2 separate regions of the Mus musculus genome follow, and region 2 is linked to region 1. Evidence: chromatin contacts called from public HiChIP or PLAC-seq data. All regions are on one chromosome and are shown on one strand. The core of a region is the stretch at or near the end of the contact, and the rest is flanking DNA. Distances in the headings are between cores, read along the strand shown.

Evidence for each region. HiChIP or PLAC-seq counts read pairs in DNA pulled down with a chosen protein or histone mark.
Region 2: a contact with region 1 is called in an H3K27ac HiChIP or PLAC-seq map of VIP interneurons, with 3 times the contacts expected there. The contact joins the enhancer-like site here to the promoter of Ptchd4 in region 1. A contact is called at or near these places in 3 of 484 Hi-C or Micro-C datasets (cerebellum, cerebral cortex and embryonic fibroblasts) and 5 of 115 datasets of contacts at active chromatin or transcription factors (SST interneurons, VIP interneurons, astrocytes and 2 more).

What each region holds. Positions count from the first base shown.
Region 1 is chr17:42,313,932-42,318,406 of GRCm38.p6, forward strand. It overlaps Ptchd4 (patched domain containing 4), which reads left to right and starts at 2,669. Exons shown (of 3, transcript NM_001355270.1): 1 at 2,669-3,309. The coding sequence starts at 2,710.
Region 2 is chr17:42,523,340-42,527,814 of GRCm38.p6, forward strand. No RefSeq gene overlaps it. Among named protein-coding and RNA genes, the nearest start is that of Opn5, 86 kb to the right of the region's middle. Within about 2 kb of position 2,697, at least 3 of the 459 cell types and tissues checked have an H3K27ac peak or open chromatin away from gene starts, as enhancers often do. A contact at or near this core is called in VIP interneurons, where this site is marked.

The sequences.
Region 1 (4,475 bases), core at 1,419-3,918:
GAAGTGATGTGGATGTCCACTGTTGGGAACAGGACAATTATGATTCACCAAAACAGAAAATACCCAGATACTAGTCCCAGCTTCAATAATGACTCTCAGTGTCACCTGGAAGTCCCCTAATCTCCCTACTCTCTAGGGTCCTTGTTGACAAAATTGAATAGGGAACTTATTCAACAGAGCCCATTCCCAAGTCTTATTGTTGTATTTTTAAAACAGTTTCTTAGAAGATTTCATACAAAGAATATAAGTATATTTAATATAATAAAGATACTGAAGAAAATTAATATTTGAATACATATTATTTAAGATTTGTTTATTTTAGTGTATATGAGTGAATATTCATGTGTGTATATACAGGCATGTGCACCAATTGCATACCTGGTGCCTGTAGAGGTCAGAGGAGAATAGTAGCTTCCATGGAACCAGAATTAGGATGGATGGGAGCCACAAGATGGGTGCTGGAAACCGAACCCAGGTCTTCTGCAATAACAAAAGCTCTTAGCCCCTGAACTATCTCTCCAACCCTGCTATAAAGACCAAAGTTTTGGACCCTATAGCACCAATGGAACACATTTGAAATGGTATTATAATCTGATAGTTGAAAAGAAAAAAAAAAAAAGGCTTCACACTGGAGGAGAAAGAGTGTGGCAAACATATTGAGTTCAGCTGAGCCTGGGTGGCTGACTAACAGTAGAATGACCTTCCTAGAAAATTTGAAAGGCCTTAGATGTGAAAAAGGTTGTAGCTTAGACTGGCTGCTAAGCCACCAAGGATATTTCAGAAACTATTTCCCTATAGAGATATCAAGATCGTTTTTGGTTTTATAAAACTGGAATCTTTATGTAATCTTATTTACACAATCCTATAGATTCTGCTCCATAAATGGTATCTCTACTCCTAAACTAGGCTTTTTTTGTTTTGTTTTGTTTTATTTGTGCCATAGCTGAGGGATCACTTCTAATAAAGAAAAATAAATGAATAAATAAAGTATCTCCTTGTAAGATGAGCCCGTTAGCTGTTTGTGTGCTGGGATGTGCGTCCCTCTAAGCATCTAATGGAAAATGGGTCCCTGGTTGTTACTAAGAAAGTGAATACAAAGCATCCATTGAGACTCTGTCTTCTTTATGGAAGTCATTCTGAACTGGGAAAATGAGTTCACAATCAAATTGCACAATTTGTTCTCAGGATTTCTTCGTCTCCTTTTTGTCTACTTTGCTTTGTATTTTTTTCCCACACAGGAAATTATGAATACCCCAGCAGGTTTAAAATTGCACACGCATGTTTGAAATCGATCTGGTCTGCTGGTGGGAGTTCCTGGCCTGCACACTTTGGGGCATGTGGGAGTTTTCTTTCTCTATGGTGGACACTGACTTGTTTTCTGCCAGATCTGCAGTATGTTGCCCCCCTGCTTACCTAGCTCCCTTTCTTTGGGCAAAACTGTCCACTGTGTCTGACAGAAGAGAATTAGCCTCAACTCTATGTCCTGAAGTGTCTGTGGTACGTGGACAGGGGTGTGGTAGGAGTTGAGCAGGGAGCGAGGGAATGGAGCAGGGGATGAGATACAGAGAGGAGGCGGAAGCCAGTGTTAGGTCCTGAATCCTCAAAGAACATGTGTGTAACACTTAGGAAGAAGCCACATTGCCTGGCACAAACACACACACACACACACACACACACACACACACACACACACACACACACACAAACACCAACCAAGTGTTTCCTTCCCAACCTCCAGAGCAAGAAAGCAATCCAGAGAGACCCAGGCTCCAGTGTAGTCTGGGATCTCTGGCAGGCCTCAGCTCAGGGGACCAGTGTGTGGCCAGGCAGCCTGGAAAGTGTTGCAAGGAAAGCCCTCGCATGCTTTGTGGAATGTTAAAAATGCAGCATCATCCTCTCTGCTCCCTTTTCTTTGGCCAAAAGACAGAATTCGAGGGCACGGGGCATTAAGAGGAGCTTGAAATCTGCCCCCTGGAGGAGGCGTGGAGCCACTCCCTCCTAGGTTCTGATGGCCCCTGCTCCAATGGGCCAGCAGCGCCTTCACCCTTTACGTCTCCCATTCATTCCAGCCCGGAGGACAAGGAAAACAAAACTCTAAAAATAACTGTCAGCATCTTAAAAAGAGAAAAGCTTTGCTGCCACCACCACTACCCCCCTTCTTCTACTCCCGCCCTCTCTCCGCGCCACGGGGCACATGTCTGCTTCTTACAACACCGCGAGGCACATGGTCCCAGTTAGACACCGAACCCCATCGAGACCGAGAGGAAATCCACATCTGTGGGACGCTCGGCACAGAACCGCCACCTCCAGCGAGGGAAGCCGGGGGACTGCAGCAGCGACATGAAAAAGGGCTAGAGCGAGTGGACGCGGCTCATGCGGTGAGAGGCAGCGCGCGCGGCCAGCCAGGGCGCGGGGAGGCCGGGGACACCGGGGGAGGGAGGGCGCCACTCCCCGCAGCGCCCGCCGTCCGGCCCCCACGCGCGCTCCCGAGACTTGCCGGCCTTGCTGCAACTTGCTGCAGTGTTTGAAAGAGTAGTAAGAGCGCATGGAGGTGGGGCCCGGGGAAGACCGGGCGGAGCGGTTGCGGGGTGTGCGCGGGGAGGGGGCGGGGAGGAGGCGGCAGCAGAGGGGGGTGACGGAGGGGGTGTTGATCCCTTGAGGGAATGGGATGGGGGAGAGAGGGGTAGCCCCAGCGCTTACACATGTCACATGTGCTTTTTAAGACGGCCGGGAGCGCCTGCGAGCTGGATCTGGTGGAGGATGCTGCGGCAGGTGCTTCGCAGAGGGCTCCAGTCATTCTGCCACAGGCTGGGCTTATGCGTGAGCCGGCACCCGGTCTTTTTCCTCACCGTGCCGGCAGTCCTGACCATCACCTTCGGCCTCAGCGCGCTCAACCGCTTCCAGACCGAGGGCGACCTGGAGCGCCTGGTTGCTCCCAGCCACAGCCTGGCCAAGATCGAGCGCAGCCTAGCCAGCAGCCTTTTCCCCCTGGACCAGTCCAAAAGCCAGCTCTATTCGGACTTACACACCCCTGGGAGGTATGGCAGGGTGATCCTCCTCTCCTCACCCGGGGACAATATTTTGCTCCAGGCTGAGGGGATTCTGCAGACCCACCGAGCCGTGATGGAAATGAAGGTGAACCACAAGGGCTATAATTATACTTTTTCCCATCTGTGTGTGTTGAGAAATCAGGATAAGAAATGCGTGCTGGATGATATTATTTCAGTGCTAGAGGATCTCAGGCAGGCTGCCGTCTCCAATAAGACAACAGCCAGGGTGCAAGTAAGGTATCCCAACACTAAATTAAAGGTATGCTCTTCCTGCATGCTTCAGCCACTTAAAAGAGGCGGCACTTCATTTCTTGCCCTAAACAAGCAAAGAAAATGCAGAGGTCTCATCCTTAAGACTCAGAAGCTAAGGCTTCTTTCATTTCTGGAGGGGTGGAACGGACATGATGGGCAACTGAGCAAAGAAAATGGGCAATGAATAGCATAACTAGATAAGAAGAAATTCAAAGCCAAATCAAATGCCAAAAAAAAAAGAAAAAAAAGAAAAAAAAAAGAAAAAGAAAAAGAAAAGTTTCTGAGACCCTGCAGTTACATCTTTGTTCAGGGTTAATAAATCTGTGGATGGAAGGGGGAGGGGGGGTCCTGAACAACTGGGGGATTTCTTTTCATATCGGGGCTCAATGTATTTCTTATTACTGATTACACATCCACCTGGTATCATCTCCACCTTTTTGCATCTTCAGCCTGGCTTGATTTTTGACTGGGACGGTCATGGAATTTTGCTGCCCTATGGTTATGTCTGTGGGTTATGAATGTGTCAGGGATTCCAGGAACTCTCTCTCTCTGTGTGTGTGTGTGTGTGTGTGTGTGTGTGTGTGTGTGTGTGCATAGCAAAGGCAGTGAGGGTTTTCTATGAATCTGAAGAGGGATACCTGTTTAATGGATACTTTAGTTTACTTAGTATGCCCTTCCTTTCCCATGAAACATCCCAAACCCAAAGAAGATCGATTATAGCTAAGCTGCCAAGTAACAGAAAGGAAGGGGGAAAAAAGTCCACAAGCAGCAGAAAGTACAAGGTATTTCAACATTACATGGAGTTTGCAGTTTGGCCTCTCAAGTACAAATTTGACACGTGATGAGATTCCCAAACTCATTCTACACTGTCAGTTCTGGAATGGTACAGCCAATGAGGCACGCAGTCTGCAGGTGACTGAAGTGCCAGGGACAAATGTGACTTCCAAAAGACTCACTGCGCCATTTGTGTGCTTGACTCTGTGTGTACTCAGAAGCTATCCTTCCAAGAACTCTCAAGACAGGTGTTTCTCAAGAAGAACATTGTGTGTGTGTGTGTGTGTGTGTGTGTGTGTGTGTGTGTGTGTGTGTTGGGGGGTGTGTACTCCTTTATAACAGAACAGGAAAGGCCACCATAGAATATAAAAAGGCACCTTTATTGATTTAACAGGTCAC
Region 2 (4,475 bases), core at 1,447-3,946, 210 kb after region 1:
GAGGGGAGATAGAAGGGGAAAAGCAGGCAGGATCAAGTATGGAAGGGTAGAACAGAAGAGAGGCCAAAAGGGACAGGAGAATGAATGGAAATATGCAGCTGCTGGGGGTGGGGTGGGAGAACCTCTAGAAACTCCCAGAGTCCTGGGAAAGCTGAAGATCCCAGGACTTAATGTGGGTGACCTTAGCCAAAATGCCCTACATTGAGGAGACCTGGAGAGACCACCTCTAGTACATGGACAGGGCCCCCAGTCAAGGACTAGGGACACTAACCCACCTACAAAATTTTTGACCCAAAGTTGCTCCTTGTCGAAAAGAAATGCAGGGACAAAAATGCAGCAGAGACTGAATGAATTGCCATATAGTAACCAGCCCAACTTGAGATCCATACCATGTGTAGGCACCAAACCCTAACACTATTACTGTGATTGCAGACAGAAGCCTGTCCTCTGAGGGGCTCTACCAGCAGCTGACTGAGACATATGCAGATACTTATAGCCAACCATTGGATCGAGGTTGGAACCCCTATGGAACAGTTAGGGGAAGGATTGAAGGAACTGAAGGGGATGGCAACCCCGTAGGAAGACCAACAGTGCCAACTAACCTGGACCCCTGGGAGATCTCCAAGTCTGAGCCACCAATTGAAGACCATACATGGACTGGTCTGAAGCCTCTGCACATATGTAGCAGAGACTGATTTCTTATACAACCCAAGACCATCTACCCAAGTGTGTCACCACCCACAGTATGCAAGCCCTCCCACATCAACCATCAATCAAGAAAATGCCTCACAAACTTGCCAACACTCCAATATGAGGGAGGCAGTTTCTCATCTGAGGCTCCCTCCTCCCAAGCGACTCTAGTTTACATTAAGTTAACAAATATAACCAGCTGATTGGACCTCTGGAAAATATGATACACAATTGACAATGACTTCATAATGACAAGTGTCCACTTAGCCATTATCACTTTAATAAGAATTACCAAAAAGTAAGAATTGTTTTTCTTTTTTTCCTCTGAAAAAAAAAGTTATTACCCTAACTGGAATAAAGTATAAAATGAAGTGACTTTCACCTTCTCCAGAATCTAATAAAGTTCAATAACCATTTTAAGTCAATAAGTTTTAAGTATTTGCAATAGAAAAGATACATGCCTCAAAATATACAGAGCTGGAGGATTACATAACATATCAGACTGCAAAGTAGATTTTCTTTTGGTGAACAGGGTGGTTGATGAGTGGTTTGTAGGTAGTATCACTATGTAACTCAAACTAACTCAAAGTCACCATCTTTATGCAGGGATTGCAGGTGTGCACTGCCGTGCCGGGCTGGGTAGATATTTTAACATTAAAAGAAAACTGAACAAGCTTTTAATAAACACTATTGCCCATGATAACAAGATCTAAGCTATCTGTCTCTGATTTTAACATTGGCTTTATAAGCCCTGGGACTGTACAAAATTCTTTATACATTAAACAGTTCACACTTACACCACCAGCAGGCTAGATGTAAATGTTTGCAAACTACACTGGGAATGTTGTTTCCTAATATTTTAGACTGGATATAATGTTTTTTCTTGAAAGTTAGCACAAATAAGCATGCTGCTATTTGGTAAAAATACAGTTAAAATGGTGAAAGATAAATATATTCATAGAGAGGGGCTGGAGAGATGGATTAGTCTATAAAGTCTCTATTATGGAAGCATGGAGAATTTGTTCAAATTCCCAGCCCCCTCCAAAAGTTGAACATAGTGCCTCACATCTGAAACCTCAATACTATGTGTAAGTTGAGGCAGGGAGATTCTCAAATCATTGACCAGACTGGCTGAAGAGATGAGAAACCCTCTCTCAAACAATAATATTGAGCATGATTAAGAAAGGCATCTAATATTGACTGCCTTCACACACACAAACACACAGAGAGAGAGAGAGAGAGAGAGAGAGAGAGAGAGAGAGAGAGAGAGAGAGAGAGAGAGAGAAAGAGAGAGAGAGACGTGCATACATCACACATATGAACATGTATGTACATCTCACCCACCCAAAAATAGTAAAGGGGAAAAAATCAGTGAATATCTAATTCATTGCAAAAGTAACTGTGAGGATTATGCTTTAATAAAAAGAAGAATCAAATAGGGATCAGGAAATTAGTATATAAGGAATGAGTTCCTACAGTCATACTTCAAAACACATTTTAGATAATGTTCCTGAAACCTTGCTTGCAAATTCCTCAGGTTCTACAAATTCCCAGGGCTGGAAACCTGATCATCAGTAAATGAGCAAAAATGCGTATTGCTACAGAGAAGTGTCACCCATATCGCCTAGAGTCAAATATTGTTTCACATCTCCATTGTCAATTCTGAACCACTGAAAAATGAAATATACAGCTTGTGCTGAAGCAGGCAATGCTCCTATCCTCAAGGAGAAAAAAATTAGAAGTACAGGAATAAAGAGGCAAGCATGAAAGAAAGCAAATAAATTGGGCTGAGAAACACAGAATTTGTCCAGAAACGTGGGTATAGAGGAGCTGTTAGGAGAAACTCTACAGACAGGAGGTTGACTAGCAAAGCTAGACAAAGAAATGAGAAAGCAAGCTGAGGGCACATTTGTAATATTAATGAGAAATAAATAGGTCAACGCTATTTGGGGTGATGTGCGGCATCAGCCTGAGAGATGAGAATAGTTTCTATATACCACTGAAAGGGAGGAGGTTTGCCACTTCCAATGCCAAAACAGTTTGGGACAAATTGTGAGACTCAATGGTGAGAGAAAAGATTGGGCATGGGTAAATTAATAGACACACAGAAATAGACCAAGGCTGAAGAAACTAGGAAAGAGACACAGTGGCAGTGCAAGTTGGGAAGAACATAATAGATCTGAGCCAAGGAGAGCAAACTATGTGTACTACTTGCACATTCTCTGTTGGGTTCTCATACTGATAGGTGCTTGAAGAGGCAGCTGATGGCATTGGTGCAGCCAAAGGATCAGGGTCATGATCCCACCGACATGAAGACTGTGGCCAACAGAGCATACTGAGCAAGGCTTCTGAGTGTGTCACTGAAGAACCTTTCTCCAAAGACAGAAATTGAATGCTTAGAGGAAAGGAGAACCACACCTCCAAACCCAGGAGCCTGTCATTTTTCTGACTTTATTTCCAAACCATCCCACTCTCTAGCAAGTTTGGTAAACCACTGGCGCATGCAAGCAGAGAGGCTTTTTGAACTATGCCTCTAAGACTTAGGCGTTCTCTACCTTCCTAATGCTGAGACCCTTTAATACATTTCCTCATGCTGTGATGAGCCTGCAACATAAAATTATTTTCATTCCTATTTTGTAGCTTAATTTTGCTATTGTTATGAATCATAATATAGTGAATCTGATATGCAGGATATCTGATACACTACCTTTGTGAAAGGGTTATTTAGCCCCCAAACAGGTCATGACCCACAGGTTTAGAGCCACTTAGAGTCTATTTAGTTAAATGGCAACAGTCAGACTTTTCTGTAAAAAGAATGAAAACTAGTGGCATGTAAATCTCTGCCTTTCTCTCTCTGGTTACTATAAAGATGCCTTTTAGAAATCCTGCTAAGGAAATTGTCACACTCAAACTCTTATTGACTGAACAATGACAGAAATGAAGACCCTGTGCCCAGTCAGGTTTTCCACTTTATTGTGAAGTATTTATTGCCCAACCTTCTATCCAATACTGCAATTCTTTCTCCAAATGTCTAGCCTCTTTTTGTATGTGTTCGGGAATATTTTTTTGTACACGTAACCAACTATTTGTGTCTGTGTGTTGGGGTCTGAAGTTGAATCAACTTTCTTCTTCCATCACCTTCTACTGTATTTATTGAGGCAAAGTCTCTCCCTGAACCCTGAACTTGCCAATTGGGGTTAATTTACCAAGGTGGTTTGTCCTTGGAAACTCCTGTCTCTACCTCAAAGGTGCTGAAATTTAAGGCAGCTACAGCATCCAACTTGCCTTTACAGGGTTTCTGGGGATGTAAACTCAACAGTCCTTACACTCAAAAGTCTAGCCCCTGCATACATCTTTTAGCATCACCTCCTGAAAAAACAACACAGTGTCTCCTCAAGTAATTGTTAGAAAGCCTGACTTACGGTGATCCAAGTTCACTCCTAAGTTCAATTAGAATGCATCTATCCAATGGTCCTTACAACAGATGCCCAATTATTTGAAGAGAATCCCCTTGTTCTTCCTTAAGGATTTCTCAGGAGAAAATGAAATACTTAGACTTTTTGACCCTTATTGCACATATGACATGATCTGCAGACACCCCAGTACACTGGTCACCTTAAATGAACATAGCCAAGCTCATCAACAGAATTCTGGAAGCATCTTACCCAGAACCAGAATCAAAAGTTATGCTGACATCTCATTAGTTTTTTGTTCAAAGAGAGGATCACCCGATGGAGCCTTTGGTCACAGCAGCTGTCTCAGCAGCCACATTCATGCCGTTGGGA